Linked DNA regions of Mus musculus: regions 1 and 3 are each linked to region 2. A link is a contact called in public HiChIP or PLAC-seq and promoter capture Hi-C data. All regions are on one chromosome and are shown on one strand. Each heading gives the region's core, a stretch centred on a gene start, on an enhancer-like site or on the middle of the called end of the contact. The rest is flanking DNA. Distances are from core to core; before and after follow the strand shown.

Region 1 (3,011 bases), core at 475-2,974, 670 kb after region 2:
TCATCCCCTGGCCTCCACATGAGGGCCATGCTCACATGCACCTGTACACATCATGTACACTATAGTTTAAAAAGGACAAAGTCGAGAGTCCCACTTTACTATGAAAATGGGTTTCAGCATCAGGCTCTCAGGAGAGGTCTGAAGGACCCCCTTCCCAGTGGGTCTGTAGACCATGCTAAGGGAACCACTGGGGACCAGTGCACACTGGATTAAAAGGCTCACTGTCTAGAGTGAGATACTTGCCTACCATGCAGCCTCAAAAAGACCGTGTCACCTGGCTCTGGTTGTCTTATCTATGTGCTGGGCCTGTGGTTCCTGTTGAGCTTGTCGTACAGGGTCATTTCCAGGCTCAGCTCATGCCTTTGAGGCCTCTCTCCCCAATCCAAAGCTGTGTATTTATAAACAGCATCACCAAGGAGCCTTTGAAGTACATGTCATCTCTGATATGTAGGACAGTTATTTTTAAAAAGCTGACATCCTGTGGCTGTGCCCCTGCTTCTGGGGACACCTCCATGAAGCCATTCATTATTCTCAGTTTACAAGTGAGGTAGTAGAAGCTTGGATAAGCCGATTGGCCAGAAAGCAGGGACTTGTCCCCAGTGTGTGACACTGGCACGCTGTTCCTGAGGCTCGCTGGCTCGGGATGTCTTAGCTGGAGTTCTTATTCTACGCAGGGCCGTGTTTTTGACACACTGACACATTGAAGCAGAGAGATTGCCACTGTCAGCAATTCTCTGCTTAAATAAATTACCCTCCATGTGAGTCACCTAGGTTGAAGATCTAAGACATCACGCAGAGGGAACCAGTTTAGAACTCTCTTGGAGGGCAGAGTTTTAAGTCAGCTGGATTGCTGGGTGTGGTGGCACACGCCTATGAACACCGGCACTTAGAGTAAGTCCCTGGCCAGCCCGGGCTTTATGGCAAGCCATCTGAAAACTCAGATTACCAGCCCTGGGCTTGTAAACGGCTTGCTTTTTGGGGGATGGGGATCTTGAACTCCAGATCCTCCTGCCTCCACCTCTGAGGAGCTCCAACTACTCTCGGGTGCCCCTGCCCATCTTCCAGAGGTGTTTACCCTTAGGAATTACCCATCTCCCAGAAAAGAAAAACAAAAAAACAATGTTCCGTGCGCTCAAGCCTGAAGTGTTCCTACTCCATTTTGGGGGATCATTTGACTTTGATGTAGGTGACAGGAAACCAGAGTGAGGTCTTTTCTTTACTAGGGAGTGAAGCAGAAGGCACCAGTCTGTGGCAACCAGCTGTTCAGATAGTATCTAAGGAAATCTTCTTAATTCAGTTCCATCTTGTCAACTCAGCTCCAGTGGCAGAAGTCCGCCAGTGACTTAGTTGCACTTTATTACAATGCTGATGGAGGGGTAGGATGCCTTCCTCTCCCTGCCCACTTAAATGTAACCAATATAGTAACTAGCTAAAGGTCTCTAGGTCAGTCTTGTGGTTTTTAAAGGTCCACTTTAATTGCATTTGATAGAAGTCCAATTCCAGGTCCTTTGGAGGAAACAGAAAGCAAGGGTAAAGGAACGATGGGGGTGGGGGGCTGCCTTAAGTAAGAGAGCAGTAGAGCAGGGGGCTGCAGGGCCCTTCTGCCACACCTCTGTCCCGTCTCCTGGCTCCAGGGTGACAGTTCAAAATTACTCCATGCCTCCACCCATCCTGTTAGCCAACTCAATGGGGAAGTTTCTTTTGCTAAGTTTCAGAAACTCTTTAGAGTGAAGCCTCATTAGTTCTGGTGCTTCAGCCTCTTTGTCCACAATCACTGTGGCTGGGAGTATCCTTGCTGATCGGCTAGACTATCACGTGACCGTTCTTGGGCCCAGAGTCGCTCTGCCAGAGGCTGAGCCCTGGGGTTGAGGCTGTTGGTTGGGCAGGTGGGGAAGATTTGGGTTTGTGGGCTCCTTTATGTCAGTCCTCTGGGGAAATTGTCACTCAAGAAGACAAGATTTCTGGCAAAATTAAGAACCAGATCAGGTTACCCCCTCCCCCAACAACTGGAGCGGGAGCTGTCTCTGACTCTGTTGCCTGCCTGTCCAGCAGTGAGGGGGGGATGGGGGAGGGGCTATGTGAGGTGGGGACTGGGATGAGAGGGACTGTGACCCAGATGTAGAGTGAATAATTAAATAATTACTGGTAAAAAAATAAATAAAAGTAAATTACTTTATCTCAGGAAAGAGGAACCTGTTAGCTATGACCACTTTCTAATCTGTGGTGGCTGGATGGAGCTGATCACGCAATACCTAGAGGTATAGCTCATTGTTGGGAAAACATGATTATTAGACCTGTCTTTTGCCCACTACCCCCCACCCCCACCCTTGTGCCCTTGAGTATATAGAGTCTTGAAAGGATGTTAGCCAGGCTGCTGGGCCCCAAAAGAACAGTCCAAGGCATCTTCAGAAATACTCAAAACCCTGTGACAGTGTGATAAGTTCCAAATATGATCAGGTCATTTTCCTGAACTCCATCACACGCTGGATCCCAGCCTCCCAGGGAGGCTAAGGCAGGAGGGCTGTAAGTTTTCAAGGTCAGCTTGTGCTACAGAGGGAGATCCTGTCTCAAAAAGCAGAAAGCAAAACAACAAAACCAGCCAACCAGCCAAGCTCTCCTATCCCTCCCCAGCATGGGTGATGACTCGGGAGCTGAGATGGATGGACAGCTTGCAGACAGCATCTGAGGAGGACGCCAGCCCTCGCTTAGGGCTTGTGTAACCAAGGGCAGGGCTCCATCCTATAACGTTCCAGGCACCCCGTACTGGGAAAGCTTGTGCACTTCCTGAGCCTTAGGAAATTCCCATTTCCCTCTAGGAGGAGAACGCTGAATGCAACACAAAACCCTGATGACCATGACCCAGGCCTGGGGCCAACGCCTGTGTCAGAAGTGCGATCTGGGCTCTGGAGCTCCCAAGGGCAGCAAAGCACGTACCTTCATGTATTCTGGAAGGTCGGCTGTGTTGTCAGACCCATCTGCCAAGCCCACAGTCTGAGATGCTAAGGGGATGA
Region 2 (3,141 bases), core at 318-2,817:
ACCAACTTGTCGGCCCCTGCGCTCCAGAGATCCACCTGTTTCTGCCCCTGCTTGCATCAATGCTGGGGTTACAGATCGATATACTTGCCAGGCCATTCCCTACCAACAACTGCATCCATTTCTGCGCATTCAAGAATGGCTCATAAGAACTAAAGATCATCTGAACTAAAGACAGACACTTGGAAATCAGTTTTCTTCCTGTGTCCCAGAGGTTACCTGGGAAGTATTTATACCCATAAAGATAGAAGGCTTTCACTGCATTTCTCTTCTGCCCAGACAGGCTACAGCTAACCTGCAACAGGCTACAAAGATCTCCTAATTGCTATTTAGATCTTCAATTATGTTAAAAAAAAAAAAAAAAAAAGGAATGGAGATCTTTGAAACAACCTTCCATACACTTAAGTTCTGGGTTTTTTCCTCCCAAAGGCTTCTCTGCCCATAGGTTTTCACACTTCAAAAAGGCTTCAAAATATAGTGTCCTTTAAACATGCACAAAATTGGTAATTTATGCACACAACTGTACATACTTAAACACTGTTACAGAAATGTAAACTACATAAGTCATACATGACTGCTGAACTATTCATTCTCGTGCAAAAGAATGTTAGATTCCAAAGGATCTACTCTCAGAAGAGGATGTAAGAACCAAAGAATGTAATTTTCCAACCCCCAGAGCTCTTCAAGTCAAACTGGAATCCAGTTCTGCCATACTACTTTTCACTACACTGCACTCCTCCAGTGAGATGAGTAACTGCTTAGCACTACTCCAAAGTCCCTGGTTGTAACCGGAACAAGCCCAGCACGGCTCTCGGAACAACGTGCTTCTCAAAGAAGAGGCTGCACGCTGACGAAAATACCAGGAACACCATTCCTTTTACCGAGAACTAAAGTTCACATAAATAATTTGTTCCTGGGCTTTAGAGACAGCTAGGCTCATCGTTATGGCCTAGGTATGCAATCTTGGGCAAGATGCCCAGTCTCTAAATCTATGTTAAAGATGAATAAAATGGATTTTTGAACCTCAAGATCAAGTTTAACATATAGGTTGCCCACTAAAAACCCCAATAATTAAAAGCTACTGTGCCCACCACTGCAGTGAATATTTAAAATATGGCTAGAACTCGCCCCTGTCTTGCAGATCTTGGTTCTCTACAACACAACCGGGGTATCAGAAAGTGGCTGGGGTGAGAGAGGCAGTGATGTACCTGCAGGCAAGAACTCATAACAGGCCAAGAGTCACTCAGAGTTCAAGGTCGCCTGAAACGCAATTGCAGGAGCGCTGTGGGCCGAGAACTGGAGAGGACGCTGTGTGGCTCCCTGAGCCTCAATGATTCCCCCTTTCAAGAGGGCGTAGCCTCCGCCAATTCTTTTAATGTCCTCTGAAGTCAGCTATGGAGGACAAGACTCCACCTGCATAGAAAACTCGTTTATATCCCAAGCCCAAACTCCCCGGGCCCCGGACTGACGTAACCGCCATGAGAGGGAGCCCTTCACACTATTGGTCGCTGGCACCCAGTGGACGGAGAACTGCGCAACGCTGCTGCGCAGGAAGCACCATCTTTCCGGCGCTATCTCCATGGCGACCGCGACCGGGTCACCCTTTTGGCCGCGGCGGTAGAAGTTACGTCATCGCCTGTGCGTCCGGAAGTGACTGTTCCTGCGCCAGGGTGGACCGGGAAGACCGGGCCTTACCCTGCCTGGGCGCAGGTAGGCAAGCTGATGCGGTGCCGACCGGGTGACCATGGCGGTGTTTCACGACGAGGTGGAGATCGAGGACTTTCAATATGACGAGGACTCGGAGACATATTTCTACCCTTGCCCCTGTGGGGATAACTTTGCCATCACCAAGGTACTCTAAAGGGCCCGCCGGCGATCCCTCGAGCTTGCGCATTGTCGCTTCCGGTGTCCCTGGGAAGGCTCAGTTACCCACGTGTTCTTCCGAACCCCCGCCCCTAAAGTAGTAACCTAGGCTGTCTAGCATACAGGGTCGGGTTAAGGGCGCTGTTCTCCGTAGTCCCGCCCCTAAGTGTTTTTCTTTTTTTTCTATTTTTTTTTCCCCTGGGAGCTTCTTTGAAGAAGGGAACTTGATTTTGTACCCCAGGGTTTTGGAGGCGATCGAACCAATCTAATCTCCCTGTTTTTTTTTCCTAGATGACACTTGGGAGGAAAGTTCTTTGTGTTGTTACCCAACTAAAGACTTGCCCATAGACATAGGAGAGATTTATGGGAAGTTGACGAAAGGCTATGCTGACCATATGTTGTTTGATTGCGTTGTAGGAAGATTTGGAAAATGGAGAAGATGTGGCCACGTGTCCTAGCTGCTCACTCATTATAAAAGTGATTTATGACAAAGTAAGGGATATGTTAAAGGGGATGGGTGGTGTGAGCTAATGACAAGGGCCTAAAGGAGCCTGTCTGATAGAAAAGGGCGGAAGAGTGTTGGGTGTTGGTTTGTTTTTTGAGACAGGGACCTTAAGTAGCCCTGGCTATACTGGAACTCATGATGTGAACCAGGCTGGCCTTGAATTCACAGAGATCTGCCTTTTATGTAACTTATGATCACTTTGGAAAGGGCAATAAAGAAATTGCTTTGTAATGAAAATTGATGACTTAATCAGGAATGAAAAATTATGGTTATTTTAATTGATGTTCTTCCTTTTGACATTTCTCTTGTATTTAATATTTAGTTTGTTCAGAGCTCTAGGATATTTTTAGAAGATTGCATTTTATTGCTTGCCTAGCTTATGTACAGAATCTACCTTGTTTGAGATATAGTTCCTAGATGTAATGTTACAGTTCCATGTTCCTTTGTATCCATTAGGAATGGCAATAGAAAAGGGGTAAATATCTTTACTTCCCACCCAAAGCTCAGTTAGTGCTTTGGAGTCTAAGTACAGAATGTAACAGTCTAGAGGATAAATTCTAAAATGACTATAGGGTAAGTTGGACCAAAGCACAGAACTTTGTGGGAGAAGCAGGTGTTAATTTAGACAATAATAGAAATGTAATGATTCATTCTTATTTTAAAATGGTTTATGGAGCAAAGAACAATGGACAGACTAGGGACTGACTCCTTGGGAATCACACTGTAGAGGATGTGTAGTAACTGGGAAAGTTTTTGTGGTAGCTGGCATAAACCAG
Region 3 (3,128 bases), core at 207-2,706, 540 kb after region 2:
CCTATCTCAAAAATAAATAAATAAATAAATAAATAAATAAGGAAACAAACAATAAAATCATCTATTAGATGTTATAATGAATATGGGACCTTGAGCTCAGAAGTCAGACACCGTCATAAAGAGGCTGGGATGTCTGCAGAAAGGCCAGGTGAGAGTACTCTAAGGTGGGCTCCCCCATTCAGCACTCTCCCCTGATGGGTCTTGATGTGGATGAGAACCAACTGAGCACATGGAAGGAGGGGATCCTCTGGTCACCTCAGAATGGCAGTTCCATTCATACTAGTGTACCTCTGAGCTCCTGCAAGTCTGAGTCACACAGAGGCTCCGCTGCGCACCCATGGAGTCTGTGCAATGTGAGATCTCTAAGTAGCATCATATGGGAACTGGTTAGACATGCAGTCTCACTGGGTGCATTGATTTAGGCCTATGATCCCAGCACTCAGCGGGTGGAGGCAAGAAGACTGCCTTGAGTTAGTCATGAGTACCAGGCCAACCAGGGTAAGACTTCTATCACAGGAAGGGAGAAAAGAAGGAAGGAAGGAAGGACGGAAGGAAGGAAGGAAGGAAGGGAGGGATACACACACACACACACACACACACACACACACCTCCATTCGATCAGAATCTATATTTGCTTGGTGTGTGCTAAGCTCAATGATCTTGTAAAAACAGTTGTAACCATTTCAAGAAAGAAAAGGCTTGGAAATAGAAAGCAACTTCCCAGCCTTTACCTCCTAAATCAGAAGGCAGATAACCCAAGGTGGTTCCTCCCAACTGTATCTTCACCTGAGGATCGCTGGGGAACTCAAACACTCTCAAAGCTCTCTGACTCCCACCTCCCCAGATGGTCATGTGATTGGTCTGGGTGTGGCCTGAGCTTTGGTTTTTTTTTGGTTTTTGTTTTTTTGTTTTTTCCAAAAATCCTGGGGATCCTGGAGTCATTTGGACAAGTTTTGGAGAAACCACACTTCCAACAGGCTGTCATGTTGATCACTTGCAGACAGTAGAGGTATGGAGGCCAAGGGATTTGGGTGGATCCCTCTCTGCTAACCTCAGGAATTTGGAAGTCATGAGCTTTCCAGAGATATGTGAGCAGAAGGCAGGCACTTCTAGCAGTGAATGTACAAAACTGGAGGTTTTCTTTTACAATGTCTGCTGGAGTCTCTCAATGAGATCCATTGTAAACATTCGTTTTTTTTTCCTTCCATTAATGAAAGTTTCTGGGAGGAGAGTATTCCCCACCTGAAACCCACAGATCATTTGTGGGACATCTTTTTTTTTTTTCTTTTGTTTTGTTTGTTATCTATAAGACAGGATCTCATGTAGTCCAGGCTAGCCATGAAGTTGCTGGGCAGCCAAGGCTGGCCTTGAATTCCTGATCCTCCTGCCTATAGTTCCTGAGTTCTGAGATTACAGGAGTGGGCCACCATGCCCAGCTCCTCCCTGGGGACATCAGAATCAGCTGCTCTCCGTGCAGAACTCAACTCTCCTTCCTGCCAGGGCCTCAGAGAACTGTAGCCAGCGTAGTGAAGGATCCCTGAGGCCAAGAAACATCACGGTCTCAGTAGTGGGGCTTCTCCAGGACTCTGAGGCTGCTCTTATTAAACACTGAAGGTTCTAGGGAGAAAATGAAAGTCCAGTGAGTGACACCAATGGTGCCAAGATACAGTGCTGAGAAACGAGGAAGAGGGATGGTGAGGAGAGTGGGCCGCAGGGCCGAGAGGCCCCTGCAGGCATCCCTGGAGCCCTCCCCCCAGCTCCCAGCCCCCAGCTCCCCCACCACCACCACCACACACGCACACGCACGCGCACACACACACAGACACACACACACACACAGAGTCAGCCCGCTCTGTAAAGGTCCAGTTCTGCAGTCTCCCACTAAACCCCTCCCCTGCAGTCTCTCCTTGTTTAGGTATGTTTTCTTCACCTTTTCTCTCCATTGTGTAGGGTCCACCTGGGCTTCCTGGCAAGACAGGACCAAAGGGAGAAAAGGTATGAGCCGCTGCTTTCTTACTCCTGCCTCATCTTGACAGTCACTGCTTGCTTTCTGGCCGTGCCCCTGAGAATGTTCTGGTTGGGACTTCAAAATACGTGCTCATTCTGTCTTAGCAGATGAAGCAGGGAGTGATGCAATGAATAGATGCAGCTATAGTAGTGGGTGCTATTGGTGTGTCCTGCTTCGGTCCACTGGCATGGCAGGCGTGCTATAACTGGTCAAGTGACCAACTGAGAGCCACAGCATGCCTAGGCCTCAGCCCTATTAAGTTCTCTGATCCTAGAACTTCTCTTTCAAACAAGCTTTTTCTGTTTTCTCTATGCACAGGGGGACCTTGGCCGCCCAGGAAGGAAGGTAGGACCCATGCTGTTCTGTCGGGTAACTGCGCTGCATGTACATGCAAGTGTGTTTGGTGGGCACCAATTCCCTGGCAGAACTCTGGTGCTGGCACCCCGCTGATGATGCCAGCATGTTTGCCCTTTCTGCCAACACTTTGGTTAAGAGCTGGATCCTGTGGCTGCTAGCATCTGGCTGACTCCTTCCAGAGGCTGCTGAGCCTGGCCACACTTTCCCAACTTCATCCTGCCACCCAATGGGGACTCTTCAGGTCCCCAGCCAGTGACACAAAATGACCTTCATTAAACTGGAATAAAGTGCTCAAGTAGACAGGAGTGAATAGTTTTGCTTTGGACATTACAGTGGCTCTGAGTAAACCAGCCACACGCCATCATTAGTGTCAGAGAAAGAGCCAGCAGGCAACATTGCTGAAGTCAGAGTGGGTGGTGGCTCTTAAGTTCTAGGACTTGACTGGGATTGAAGACAGAGCAAATCCATCCTAAAGGATGCTAGTGGCTTTATTAGCAACAGAAGCCACAAACAGACCTTTGTATGGTCCAAATAGCAAGACCAGACACAGCTCAGTGACTGTGTTGAATGCTGTCCTGGAGAAAGGCCTGTGGTGGTCCCATGCTCTGAAGCATCAAGGTCTGGGTCAATTAGTAATGTCTGCCATGAGCATGGAAGGCAAAAGTAGAGTGTACACGCCAGCATCTGGCATCTTTGGGCTCTTGGCTGAGTCTTTTGAGTCCCCAGCTAACTCTGAAGTGAGCCACCGAGTGTAGAGCTCAAG

What was found. Promoter capture Hi-C pulls out the DNA fragments that hold promoters and counts their contacts. HiChIP or PLAC-seq counts read pairs in DNA pulled down with a chosen protein or histone mark.
Region 1: a promoter capture Hi-C map of hematopoietic stem and progenitor cells shows a contact between it and region 2, with 3 times the contacts expected there. The contact joins the enhancer-like site here to the promoter of Dph3 in region 2. A contact is called at or near these places in 1 of 39 promoter capture datasets (hematopoietic stem and progenitor cells), 3 of 115 datasets of contacts at active chromatin or transcription factors (acute myeloid leukemia, microglia and pancreatic cancer cells) and 1 of 9 other capture datasets (pancreatic islet).
Region 3: a contact with region 2 is called in an H3K4me3 HiChIP or PLAC-seq map of pro-B cells, with 2.5 times the contacts expected there. The contact joins the enhancer-like site here to the promoter of Dph3 in region 2. A contact is called at or near these places in 5 of 39 promoter capture datasets (the 3T3-L1 cell line, the C10 cell line, HPC-7-derived erythroid cells and 2 more), 1 of 15 datasets of contacts at CTCF or cohesin (large pre-B cells), 11 of 115 datasets of contacts at active chromatin or transcription factors (the 230-238 cell line, SST interneurons, cardiomyocytes and 7 more) and 2 of 9 other capture datasets (adipose tissue and liver).

What each region holds. Positions count from the first base shown.
Region 1 is chr14:31,412,629-31,415,639 of GRCm38.p6, reverse strand. All of the region lies in intron 2 of Sh3bp5 (SH3-domain binding protein 5 (BTK-associated)), which reads left to right. Among named protein-coding and RNA genes, the nearest start is that of Gm35907, 21 kb to the left of the region's middle. Within about 2 kb of position 1,724, at least 117 of the 459 cell types and tissues checked have an H3K27ac peak or open chromatin away from gene starts, as enhancers often do. A contact at or near this core is called in acute myeloid leukemia, hematopoietic stem and progenitor cells, microglia and 1 more, where this site is marked.
Region 2 is chr14:32,084,118-32,087,258 of GRCm38.p6, reverse strand. Dph3 (diphthamine biosynthesis 3) reads left to right here and starts at 1,567. Exons shown (of 3, transcript NM_172254.4): 1 at 1,567-1,849; 2 at 2,278-2,352. The coding sequence starts at 1,742. Oxnad1 (oxidoreductase NAD-binding domain containing 1) reads right to left here and starts at 1,531. Exons shown (of 8, transcript NM_145460.2): 1 at 1,206-1,531.
Region 3 is chr14:31,548,324-31,551,451 of GRCm38.p6, reverse strand. It overlaps Colq (collagen-like tail subunit (single strand of homotrimer) of asymmetric acetylcholinesterase), which reads left to right. Exons shown (of 17, transcript NM_009937.2): 4 at 1,951-1,995; 5 at 2,327-2,353. Among named protein-coding and RNA genes, the nearest start is that of Colq, 27 kb to the left of the region's middle. Within about 2 kb of position 1,456, at least 12 of the 459 cell types and tissues checked have an H3K27ac peak or open chromatin away from gene starts, as enhancers often do. A contact at or near this core is called in extraembryonic endoderm stem cells and pro-B cells, where this site is marked.